Linked DNA regions of Sus scrofa: regions 1 and 2 are each linked to region 3. The links are chromatin contacts, called in public HiChIP or PLAC-seq maps. All regions are on one chromosome and are shown on one strand. The core of a region is the stretch at or near the end of the contact, and the rest is flanking DNA. Distances in the headings are between cores, read along the strand shown. Region 1 overlaps ATXN1 (ataxin-1). Region 2 overlaps ATXN1 (ataxin-1). Region 3 overlaps ATXN1 (ataxin-1).

What was found. HiChIP or PLAC-seq counts read pairs in DNA pulled down with a chosen protein or histone mark.
Region 1: a contact with region 3 is called in an H3K27ac HiChIP or PLAC-seq map of skeletal muscle. The contact joins two enhancer-like sites. A contact is called at or near these places in 4 of 5 promoter capture datasets (fetal liver, fetal skeletal muscle and liver), 14 of 47 Hi-C or Micro-C datasets (brain, embryonic fibroblasts, epiblast stem cells and 8 more) and 2 of 2 datasets of contacts at active chromatin or transcription factors (alveolar macrophages and skeletal muscle).
Region 2: a contact with region 3 is called in an H3K27ac HiChIP or PLAC-seq map of skeletal muscle, with 5 times the contacts expected there. The contact joins two enhancer-like sites. A contact is called at or near these places in 1 of 5 promoter capture datasets (fetal skeletal muscle), 5 of 47 Hi-C or Micro-C datasets (embryonic fibroblasts, heart right ventricle, psoas muscle and 1 more) and 2 of 2 datasets of contacts at active chromatin or transcription factors (alveolar macrophages and skeletal muscle).

The regions. Positions count from the first base shown.
Region 1 is chr7:12,315,803-12,320,047 of Sscrofa11.1, forward strand. All of the region lies in intron 7 of ATXN1 (ataxin-1), which reads right to left. Among named protein-coding and RNA genes, the nearest start is that of GMPR, 64 kb to the left of the region's middle. Within about 2 kb of position 2,554, at least 21 of the 83 cell types and tissues checked have an H3K27ac peak or open chromatin away from gene starts, as enhancers often do. A contact at or near this core is called in skeletal muscle, where this site is marked.
Region 2 is chr7:12,446,627-12,450,818 of Sscrofa11.1, forward strand. The region is part of intron 6 of ATXN1 (ataxin-1); the gene reads right to left. Among named protein-coding and RNA genes, the nearest start is that of GMPR, 190 kb to the left of the region's middle. Within about 2 kb of position 2,450, at least 5 of the 83 cell types and tissues checked have an H3K27ac peak or open chromatin away from gene starts, as enhancers often do. A contact at or near this core is called in skeletal muscle, where this site is marked.
Region 3 is chr7:12,712,959-12,717,296 of Sscrofa11.1, forward strand. It overlaps ATXN1 (ataxin-1), which reads right to left. Exons shown (of 8, transcript XM_021099774.1): 2 at 771-912. Among named protein-coding and RNA genes, the nearest start is that of ATXN1, 16 kb to the right of the region's middle. Within about 2 kb of position 1,998, at least 29 of the 83 cell types and tissues checked have an H3K27ac peak or open chromatin away from gene starts, as enhancers often do. A contact at or near this core is called in skeletal muscle, where this site is marked.

The sequences.
Region 1 (4,245 bases), core at 1,304-3,803, 400 kb before region 3:
CACACACACACACATGGGGACAGTCAGGAGAAGAAAATGGCACTGAATATTAAGTAGCCACTAAGGAGGTAAAAGAAAGCAGTCACCTCGTGAATCTGGGAAGTGACAGACAGCCCTAATAACAAAAGACGCCTAGCACTTGAGGAAGAAGCAGTCAACAACAGTACTTCATAATCTACTCCAATTCTACAAAATTTTGTGTACTCTTCAGAAAAGTTGAGCCTGGGGACTGTGAGATGGAAGGAAGGGGAGAGACTGTTCACAGGCCAGCTGGAAGCCGAGGGCTCCCCAGGGGGGCCATCCTGGGCAGGTGGTACCCAGTGGGCATGATGCTAAGATCCTCTCTGGAAAAGAGAGGTATGTGAGCGCCTGTATCTGTACCGGTCCTCTTACTGATGTGCAGGGCTGGACCACCTAACCATCCGACCAGGCCAGCTCACACTCAGAAAAGCAGAGCTTGTATCACATGCACGCAGGCGGACGTGCAGTCACGTTGCCTCCCTCACAGGAACAGCAGGATGGACGTGTCTGGGCCATCCAGGGGACAGGCCACAGGAAGAGAGGCAGGGGAAAAAGGGCTCATTGGGAAAGTTCAGCCTTCTTTCTAGACTTTTCTGGACTGTCTCTCCTTCCATAAACTCTTTTGAGAGCATGAAGCCTTTTTTTTTTTTCTTTTTTTTTTTTGTGGGGGGCCGCACCTGCAGCATATGGAAGTTCCCAGGTGAGGGGTCCAAGCAGAGCTATAGCTGCTGGTCTACACCACAGCCACAAGCAGCACGGCATCTGAGCCAAGTCCATGACCTACACAACTCTCATGGCAATGCCAGATCCTTAACCCACAGAGTGAGGCCAGGGATCAAACCTGCATCCTCATGGGTACTAGTCGGGCTCGTTACCACCGAGCCACAATGGGAGCTTCTGAGAGCCTTAAGGCTTTTATTCATTTTTCAGAAGCTAACCTTTCTCTTCTCAGGGTCAAAGTCACCCAAGTGGAAGCAGGCAAGGGAAACCCACATTGGTGAGGACCTACGACGTGCTCTGTGTACCGCGCTGGTTCCCTTGAATGCATTTTCTTTCATTCTAACAACAGCCTGATTCTCTATACCACGATGTAAGCCAAATGCAAGGTTCACACGTAATTTGCACCAGGAAGCGTTTGTGCAATAATCTGTACAAGATTTGCACAGTCTAATGCTACGGAGTGCTGGAGGACGGATTCAGCCTTGGGTCTTTTTGGCTCCAGGTCCTGCCTTTTCCGACCACCTCATCTCCTTCCCACCCAAGCAGACAATGCTCTATCCTCCTGCTGAATCACATTGGCTTCCGCATTGATGCTAGCCCCTGCAATGTCCTTCTGGGATGCGTCACAGACTTATGGCCTTGAACTTGGAGAATATTAAGTGGTTTCTATTTGGGAGTGTGGCCCAAGGGAAGTCATTCTGCTGTCCACGGGGGTTCTCAGCCAGAAACACCAGGGCCGAGAGAGGACCGCATGCCCGAAGCTGTGACTCTCCCCCCGCTGGGGTGGTGCTACTGGTCTTTCACCAGGGGGCCACCAAGAGGCTTTCTGCAGTGCACACGGCACTTGTGTTCTTCAAGAGCACCTGGGTGGGGAGCTGGGGAGGCAAGGCTGCTTTGCTTGTGCCACAAGGGACAGGACGGGTAGGACAAAACCACAGGGATGGTGACACATACGTGAAAGCATTTTTCTCCCACAGTGCCTCATCTGGCGCTTCAGCCGAAGACCGCCCTGGAGGCATCTTTCCATAACAATTAGGAAGTCCGCTCCTAAAAATAATCCTTCACAGGCAAACTCCCTTGGCTCTACACAGGATGGCTTTCCTTCCCCTTAGGTCTGCGCACTATTAGCATGACGTGGGGGACGTTCTCCTTCGTGTCCCCTCACCCCTCTTTGGTTTTTGCTTAGTGGACGCTGGTAAATCTTACAAGGGCTGCTGCTTGCAAGGCAGGAAAGGGAAGGGTTACGGAAACAGACGTGATCTTCTCTAAGGAATCACTTACCCATTTTAGAGACGAGAAAACCCTGAGCTGAGAGGTGAGACCTCCCATCTCTCGGCTGACCAGACCCCAAGATCCTGGCTTCTCCATACCTGCCACTCTGCACTCACTGAGGATGCCCATGGCAGGGTGTGAGGTCAAGCCTCCCTGCGGTGGTCCTGCCGCTGTGCAGGATTCGTGCCTGGGGGGGGCTAAAGCCATCTGTCCACCCCTCCCCTTTCCTTCCTCAACTTCCCCAAGGCAACTTTGTGATTTTGCTAATTAAGCTGAACACTTGGCAGAGTTCTACACCTCCCCATGGGCGCACGTGTTAGTGGTTTCTAACCAGCTGAGAAGACAGGGGCTGCCTCTCCAGGCCAAGGGAGAGAACCGGAGAGCCACACGGAGGAGGGAGGGAAGCCCTCCGTCCTCGGAGCGTAAATTCAATCCAGACATTCATGCTCTCTTGCCTTCCCTCTCCCCGCCTCGCCCTCTCTCTCTGATTCTCTACTGACTCTGCTCCTGTCACATGCCGCCAACACAGCTGGTGGAGTATTTTCGCTGTGATGATGTCAGCCTGTTTCTGATAGGCTTCTGGGTACAGTGACAGATCACAGGCTGTGTCAGAGCCCCGCTCTCCTGTTTCGACTGCTTGAAACCCAAGTCACCCTTGTGAGCTGCCCAGGGTCTTCCTGTCCATCTTTGCTGGGGAGGAAAGGACACTTCACACATGGACGCCAATGGCTTGATCATTTAACTGTTCACGCTGCAGAGTATGGAGCACGGACGACCCAGGGAGATGCTTCCTCTCTAAGAACTGCCAGGTCAATTGGGCATCTGGGGCTCTGCGGAGGCTACCAGGCTTTGGGGATGAAGCTCCCAGCTCAGAGCTGCTCTTTACGGAGAGTTGAAAGAGGTGCCAGAGAGGAGACTGGTGCCTTTCAAAACAACCCCTTCTCCTTCCTTGCCTACCTCTGTTCACACTGACGCTTTCAGGATTAAAAGGACCATGAAAAAACATTTACTTTTCCTTATTTATTTTCTAGGCTTTACCTGGGGTCTACGAAAACACAGCTTTGTTAAAGACTAGTAGCCACCCCAATCCATGTAGGAAGGTGAGAGTAAGCAGCACTTACAAATGCGTAGTGGGTCCTAAATAATGATGCCCCCTTTCAAATATCCTGATTTTTGTTCTTTTTCTTTTTTTAGAATTAGAATGTTGAGAATACTTTCTTGGGCCTTATCAAAGCCTATGGTAACAGCTCACCATCAAAAAAAAAAAAAAAAAAAAGTCTTTGGGGCTAAAAGCTCTTGGCAACGCAGGCCCCCTGACATTCACTGTGCACAAGCAGTTCTGGAAAACGTTTTGAAAAAGCAGTCTCTCCCACCTCACTTGATCTTTTAAAAAGTATACTCACAATTCAAGCCATTAACTAGTTTGTCTTCACTGTTGGTTTTAGTTGCTTTGAATCCCAACCATGCCATGACCATTTTGTAGCTCATTTCAACCTAAAGGAGGCGCTGTCACAAAGGCGTGGATGGAACCACGCAAAGTCCTGGACAGAACCGTTCCCAGAGGGAGTGATGCTCTCCAGCCCCAACCAAGGAAGTTCCCAACCCTGGGGGGTGAGGGGTGGGGGTGCGGGGCAATTCTGTTGGATTCCAAGCAAGCTGGGCATGCAACTGCTGTTTCCATACAAACAGGCAGAATAAATGCATTCAAGTGATTTAAGAGACTGGAAAAGAATGGACTGAAGGAACCATGGGAATTAAGAGAGTTGATCACAGTCCAGTTTTAACGTGACTCAGCTTGGCAGCAACCGGCCCTTGGGGTTCCATTTATCAGAAGCCCAGGCCTGACTTTCCAGATATCAACCATGCCTTTTATTCTCTATATCTGATGCTTTGACATCTTGAAGCCTTGCTGACTCTGGAGGGACTGCCCCTCCCTGGGTTCGCTAATTCCTAGAGACAACCAACAACTCACTTGCCTGGGAGAATGTCCTTTGTATGCAAAGCAAACACCCACATCCCAGCCACTTCCTCTAGCGGGTGCTCACAGGGTCACTATCACTCCTGCCCTGACCACTCCAGGGCCAGGTACCAGGCACCTAGGGCCAGCCCCAAGCCCAGAGCCTGCTGAGATGATTCAAACTAGCCAATCCTAAATCTACCTACCCTGCCTCCCTGGCTCCTTCTCACTGAAACCACAGTAAAGGCTTCTGGCCACGTTTTCTCTTCCATCCC
Region 2 (4,192 bases), core at 1,200-3,699, 270 kb before region 3:
TAACCTTTGGGAATCTCCCTACTCCTTTTATAGATGAGACTATCATATTTTCCCAACTCACTGTGACTTTCAGTTTGACTAATGCTAAAAAATTCACCTAAAATTCCAAGGCCCCTCAGAATATGCACATGGATAATTCTGACAAATGTTACCACCTTCACCGTCGTAATTACTATATATGTCAAAGAAGCAGAAGACTTTGACGATACATAACGGGCTTCCCTGGCAATGCAGTGGCCATCAGTGACAATCCACAAGGAAACAGCTCTACCACAAAGAGACTAGCAAGTTGCAACTGTTTACCTGTTCATTTCAGCAACACATCACAACACAATAAATTGTGTTCTGGGAAAGTTCTTATCCTAACAGTATTACAGCTGGCACAGTTACTAGGGAACAATCACTGGGCTAAAACTTAATACACATTATCTCGCTTAATTCTCTCAACAGTCCTGCGGCATAGGTGTGATCAGCCCTGTTTTACAAAGGTGGTCAATAGGACTCAGAGAAGTTGGGCAATTTCCCCAAGGACACTCAGCTAACAAATGGCAGGTCTAGGATCCAAACCTAGATATGAGTCCAAAAGCCCTTATTTGGGACAAATCCCTATAAACTTGGGATGCTGTTAAATGGAAGCAAGAAAACTACCTCCCTTTGAAAGGCAGGGAATTAAAAGCACACAGGAGGAAAGCTTGCCTGTGGTCCTGGGGGTGGGAAGAGTAAGAAAACCCATGTGTCCGTTCTTAGCCTGATGCGTCTGCTCCTGGACCAAGCCCAAGGCAACCTCATCTTCTCCTTAGTTATAAATAGCTCGATTCACACCTACCCCCGTGACTGACAAGAGCAAATTCAAGAGAGAGAGAGAGAGAGATAACAGTTCCTTTCTATTCTAGATGTTCTTCCAATTACTGTATATCTAGATAGGTCGTGGGGGGAAAAAAGCATGAAGCATGACACTCATGAGACCTAATTGGGCTATCATCTGCTTTACTGAATCTCTTTTTGAAAAGCAACCAACCAGAGAAGGATTTTAATCTTCCAACTTTAATGTAATTCACATTCTGTATCTATTATTCATATCAATAGGCGAGAACTGACTTCACTGCCTGTGTACCATGAAGAATGATGAATATTTAGCATTAAATATTGAATTAAGAGTTACATGATGATCCTTGGGGGGGGGGGAGAAATCAACTCTGCCTCTCCACTGTATCAAAAGGCACCTAATAGGTATTTCTTGTTCTAGGAACACACAATGTCTTCTACCATTTAAACCATTTTAATGACTTAAAATAATGACCTGTTAGGCATGCCACATGCTTGTCAAACAAAACGGATTTATTTTACTTAAGAAACATCTTGGAAACACAGAATGCTCTGAAAGTACAAACGACTCCCTCGGATACTCTTTTTTTGTCCAAATACTATTTCTTCTAATTCCAGTTCCAGATCTTCAATACCTATCCTGATTCTAGGTGTGAAGGGGGGCATTAATATTTGTTGAGCACATAAAGTGTGCTAGAAATGTTCAGTTACAACCCTAATTGGCTTTGCCATCCAGAAGACATGGGCATAATGCTGTTATCTCGGCTACGCATGCTCATTCAGTGGAGTAAGGGCTGAAAGGTCTCTGAGAGTACCAGCATTCTTTCCGTGATGAAAGGTACTAATAATACTGCATGTCCTTTGTGGGCTCCCCATGTTCTGGGGAAACCCTTTCACCAGATTCCCTGGTTCCCCACACACCCAACAAGTTTTGCACGTGGACCCACCTTGACTTTGTTAAAAAAACAAACAAAAAAAAAAAACAACGTCCTGACATCTCCATGCCAACAGGGATGGAAGCACTCTCTCGGAGAAAATGCCAGCCAAAGACACCGGCTAGGGGCTTCCGTGATTAATTGGCTATGGAGTAACATCCCCATGACATCCATTGTCAACTGACTGCCCATTTGCGACGTTATCCAGGCAAGGCCAACTATGTTAGTGGCTTTAAGATATCAAGCATCTGCGTTCTGTTGGATGCAAACCAGAAGAGGGGGAAAAAGTCACTTAGTGCCAATTTAATCTGGCATAAAGGGAGGAGGAGAGTAATTAAGGAGAAGAGGACAAGGCGAGGAGTGTTCCTTTGCAAGGCTGCATACGGAGCCCATTCAGAGAGCTCCAGTTACACGGAACTGCTTTCAGGCCAGACCTGTCAACAGGAAAGAAGCCAAGATCGACTATTGTGGCTATTCCCTTTAACCTCCCTTGACCTCTGATTCCTCCCAAACATCTACCCACATCCCCAACTCTGAACACCGGGGCTGATTAAGCATGGGAACATTAACCCAACTCACAAGAAAACGGACAGCATCTGATATTCTGAGATCCCCTAAGACCCTGGCCAGGCATTCCCCCCACACTGCCTGGGCTACCCATTCATCAACCTGTTATTCTCCACAGGACACCGTGTGTACCAGCAAGACCATGTGGTCCACGAGCCCGCGTAAGTGACACCCCTACGATAGTGACATCCTCCTCCTGGAGACCTGCCCGAATGAAGGAAATGGAAAATCCTCTTTGAGCAAGGTGACTGCCAACTCCCTCCTGACCCTCCAGAGGCCACCCTCTTCCACTGCGATTCCCCAGCTTGCCTTTAGGGAAGCGCCAGCCGGCAGGTTGCTAGGACAACTGGCATCATTGCTGGGGCACAGAAATAGATCGCCAGCAGAGCTGGGAACCTGGACTGTAAACTTCGATGACAGCAACAAGATACCATTTGGCAGCTAATCTGCTGCACTGAAGGCGTGACAGACCAACAGTACCCCGTGGACAGCTCTCACCTTGACATACCATCCTTTAAGCCACACTTGCACTTGCTACAGTGGTGACAGAGAAGCGGCAAGAGACTCGCTGCAGACAGAGGCTGAATGACTCCATTCCAAATGACACCAACTAGTAGATATGCAAAAACTAACATTTGTCTATTTAATTTATTAGTCTTTTGAAAGGGCGGGCGGCGGGGAGGCTGTTCATAAGCAGAAAGAGGAGAACCAGAAACAGGTAAAACAACTGACGCTGCCAAAGAGAAGGGAAAAGAAATCTGTTTGCACAGGCAATAGCTGTCCCAGTTCTCAACAACAGCATCCTCCTCTCATACCCCCTTTCCTTGGAGGACGAGGAGGAAAAGACAAAGGAGACTGGGAAGGTAGGGCCTGCCACGGTAGAAAGAGGGAACAATCTTTGGGTCCAGTTCTCTTTGTTCTGCGGGGAAAGTTTCCCAACACTTTTAACGGGTAGCAACTCGCAGGAGCTGCAGACATGAAGACTGCCTATCAAAGTCTTGGATTTTAGCCCTGGAGTAATTACCATTTTTTTCCTAGTTCTATGCAAGCTGCAAAGACTTGGAGAAAAAAAAAATGAAATGAGGAGCAACCTAATGGAAATTTTCAGGGAACAGTGTTAGCAAGAGCATTTTCCTTTCCAGATACGCAAAACACGGTACCCTGATGTCTGTAAGGATGGCTCATGTGGTATCACAGCCTAGCACCCGGGCAGGGGTCCTGATCAGTGAATTCTGCTGGCACTGTGGACAAGTCCATCCCAGGGCTACACACTCATGGCTCGAAGAGAGAGAGACGGTCACCAGACGTGCATGATAAAGGTATCGAAAAAGAAGTGACATTTAGCGGTGGAAGAAGATGGCTGAGTCCCAAGAGCCTGACAAGTGCTTAATGGAGTTTTGGAAATAAACAGATTCGGAATGAGACTGCCATTCATATCCCGTTAATAGTTCCCCTTTGGGGGATTCTTGCTTAAGGAAGTCGTTTCAGAATGTAAGCACAGACAGAAAAATGACATCGAAAGACTGACGTCCTCCACCATAGTTTTCCAACAGCTATGTTTTCTACCTCGCCTAAAACACAGTGTGTATTTGTTGAAAAAGACCTTCTCTGAATCACGGAATGTTGTTATTCAAGGGTCTGCAAATGATGAACATAATCCTCAGGATATAGAGAAGATGGATTGAGTCTTCTAAGAGTCCACCTGGCATAATTTATTCTATAGCTGGCACGAGAAATGTAATAGGAATATACGCGGAGGGAGGGGTTAAAGGATGTCCTGGTCTTAAAAAAAAAATGATTGTTTTCCAAAAGTGAAAAATGTGCAGAATTACAAGAATGACATTATCTCTTTGTCTTTTTACATT
Region 3 (4,338 bases), core at 748-3,247:
ACTCCCGGTGCTTCTGGGGCCCAGCCAGGCTTGGGAGCCACTGAACTAAGCTATTTCCACAGCCTGGAGCAGGACGGCTCCCGAGGCAAATAGAACCAGGGGAGGTATTTCACAATCTCCTTCAGTTGCGAAGACCAGGGTTCCCAAGCCCTTGCTGCCCCCACGTCTAACTAACTTTTCCATGCTCTCCCGACTCCACTTAGGCAGTTTCCTCGTCTTCTCTGCAACTCAGAACCATGAGTCATCAACCCTGCCTATACCCTGTGTCTGCCTGACTCTCCAGGTCAAAAAAATGCACTGTGCACGAAGAAATCAGGAAGTTGTAAAATCCGAACAGACACAGAGGAATTCAAGATCCAACAAACACTGGTTGCTACTGAACAAACAAGCCCGTCTCCCCACACACGGGCCACACTCCACCAAGAACCAAAAACGTGAAAACCTTGACTTAAGAGAGCTATTGGGGAGCAAAACATTTCTCACCGGCTTTCGGTACAAGGGACACAGCATATGGCCGGGCTCGAGCCCAACACACGACAATCAGCCACTGCAAAGTCAAACGTGGACCACTTCCTAAACCAAAGAAGTCAAAAAGAGAGATCCTTCGAATCCGAGTTTGAAAAAAACCTCGGCGATGTCTCCAATTCCCACACATACGGTCTGCAAAGATCTTCCACGGCTACAAAGGGCGCAAACGTGGCCAGTAGGACATCTTCCCACGTCAGGCTTTATCCTCGGATGGAAACTAGAGAGCAAGGCAAAACTCTCACCTGATGTGAGACACACTTCCCTGCCGCGGACGAGGAAGAGGGGACCGCCACCGCTGCCGCCACCGCCGCCGCCGCCGTCCGACGATGACAGACAAATCTGCAGCTTGAATGGGACACCCTGGCGATCTGCTGCACGATCGGCCTGCAAGGGTCCGGGGGATGCAGAAGAGGAAATCCAAAATGAAAAACAGAACACGTGGCCTTAAGAACCATTTCCACCTGAAGGCGTCCAAGCACTGACATCTAAATTTGAAGAACATCACGTTTTGCATGGTGTTCTGAGAATCACACAGCTACCAGCCAGCGCAAAAGGCAGGTCTGGTTCTATTCCATAGGGCTCGGAGGGAGGCCAACACACACAAAAAAAGGTCATTCCTTCAATCAAATTAAGAGCGTGGTCGCCCCATGTGCGCCAGCTACTGTCATGCTTTTCTGTAATGATTCTAACCAATCACCTCATAAACACATCAGAGTAATCACAGGACAATCAGGTGAAAATGGGCATGGATTGAATAGTAATTGAGCCAGAGTCTAATTTTCATGAGGCATATATTATACCATCAACATGCAACCTGAGGGAGAATCATGAAACACCACAGTTATTAGCACACCAGTCTAATGGGATAGAAAGAAAAAGAATCGAATGCAGGAAAAAAAAAAAAAATTTTAAGTATGCACAGACTCACTAGACTTTCCGCTAAACTGTCAATGATTTAATTACTGAATGTATGTCTACTTGACTTTCATTCTGCCACAACATCCTGTTCATGGTTAAGGAAAAATTACCCACTGTATGATGAATGAGTGAATCTGTGAATGGATGAATGAAAGAGAGAAAGAATCAAGCTTCCATATACCTTTCCATCAGGGAGCTTGGTGCTTGTAGTAGTTTTTGTGAGGTAAAGACCTACGCATAGAAATGGAAGAAGGTGAGGACTTGAACGGCTCACATAGGTGCCAGCCCTATCTCTTCAAAAAATATTTTAAAATACTGGTGGTTCCCAACTGTCCACATTACATGGAATCGGTAGCACTGTTATTATAAAAGACTCCCCCAACTGGTCATGGCTGGGCTGATTTTTTAGTCTTTGATTACTGGAGCTGATCTGCATATTTGTTTAGGCTGGTTTTAAATTTAGTTTGGGTTTCCTAAGCCCACGCCAGGTAACAGTAGGAAGGAGAAGGCCCAGGATTATATTGGGTGTCAGAAAGAAACTATTCTGGAGCTATGAATATGATCTCCAATGTGAATAATCTGTAAACAGGTAAGTGAGCCAATTATCCTTGGGTACATGGCAACACATCTCATGATTATTTTCATCCATACACACTCACTATTTTTAAGAGCACAGCCCAGCTGGAAAGGAAAATAATTTCGATTGCCTTCCAACACTTTTCAAAGTAATGAACAGTAGCCAAAATAGGCTTCCTTCAAGCTAACCCATTCACCAAGTATTTATTTAAGCATCTACTGCATGCCTGGGACCTAGAGGCAGAAGTAAGGTTTCTGGGCCTTGGTTTCCCCACAGGTAATCAGTAAGCGTTAAGGAAGAAGAAAGCTGTTCTGGACTGTAACATCCTTGAAGTCCTTAGCAGACACTATCCCTCCGTTAAGAAGTTTGTTGAGTTACAAATATAAATAGGGGTCACGTTAAATAGAAGCGCACAGAATTCCGTTTACTCTCACACAGTACATGTTTTAAGGGGTGGGGTGATCCTGGTGTTATCTAGTAACGTCGTTTTCAAATAAGGCATCAAAATACTTGATCATCATTTGTGAACAAGGTGCGGGGACCAGGGATTTGCAGAGTGCTTGCGTTATGAGCTAACAGTTGAGAGAGTGCTGGCTTGCAAATCGACGTGTGCACACACAATCCTATTTACATATCACCTGGCAGATAAGGTTTTATAGAGTCCAAATTACAGTCTCTGCTCAAGTGCAGAGAACAGTCAAACATGAGGCAAAGGCTGTAAAATATTAATTCACTCTCGCATTGGCATGCCTACTTATTTCAAAAGCACTTGTGTTGCTACACTAGTTAGAGTAATTAAGAGTTAAGACAACTTGCTGTGTTCCATCAGAGAAGAAACGCAAGAATAAAGGCAAAGCAGAGTGGATTTGTTGCAACAATAATATACGAGAAAATCGCTTACAGACTTATACAATACATATCCACTAAAGAAACGGAATACTTAATATTTTAAAAGCCCAGCAGAGCAACGTAACACAATATTACTAATAGTGGAATATTACTAATAGTGGAAGATTAAATGGCCTAAATAATACTAATGTGAAAGTCAGTAATGAGAAGAAAATATAGAAATAATATAAATACAGAAGATACTATAAATACTTCAGGGAGAGGAGGCCAAAGCTCAGGGTGTGATAAAGGACAATGTGCCATGCACAGTGACACACAAAAAAATTTCTTTGACTGTTAGAAGCGTAAATGTTTACAGCTCAGCAGCTATGACAATTAGCACTAAAAACTTCTGCTAAACAACTCGTTCAAACCGTGTCAGTTAAAGAGGACCTAAGTAGAGAAAAAGGAGTTCTCAGCCCAAATCTAAACACCATAATCAGGGGAAACCTCTGCCCTCTCAAGTCTCAAATTCTGATTCCACTACAATGAAACCTCTGAAAAGTCATTTTCAGGTTAAGGATACAAATTTGCTTACACCATAGCCATTATCATCACATTTTCATTACTCCACAAATGGGATGCATTAAAAGTTATAAAAAAAAATCAATGAAACATTTCTGCTAACCTCCAATATGTCAAGGAGAATATACTGCTTGTTTTTTTTTTTTTTTTTTGTCTTTAAAAGTTCTAAACTTGTTTTAGTATATTTGAGACGGTAACCTGTGTTACAGATATGTATAGTACATGAGTATGAAAAGTTCAGATTTATAAGGCTTATACTATACATTACTATACTGATGAAGACAAAAATATATAAGTTATGGAGTAAGAAAAAGAGCTCTAAAAACTATTTCCATAGAGATTATTTACCTAAACCTTTTTATCACTCCTGCAATTTTAAGAATTTACATGTTTTTAAAACCTTGCTCCAAATACAACTCTTTCAGCCAACATTTAAAAACATTCTCTAAAAGTAGCACTCAGTATACTCGTTATTATACCATCTCTTAAAGAACTTTGGCGTGAGGATTTTGTTAAACTGGACTAAATGAAACTAAAATCCGAACAGCATAATTGAGGACTACAAAATTCATTCTTAAAAAAAAAAAAAAAAAAAAAAGCAGCAGCAGCAGCTCTGTGTGGAACGCCCTAGAACAAAAATGATTTTCTCTTTGGGATTTCTATGATTTATTATTTTCAATGCTTTCTACAAATTAAGGAGAGCCTGATTCTCATAACCTCGGAAGTATGAGCAAAACTAAGTCTGTTCTTTGAAGCAGTTAAGCTGCACATATCAAAAGATGAAAAGCAAGAGAAATCAAATCGTCCATGTCCCCCATAAAAATACTCTTCTGTCTTGCTGTACTATGTCATCTTACATATGCAGGTATTGAAGCTTTTCAGAGCCTAAACTATGTGTTACT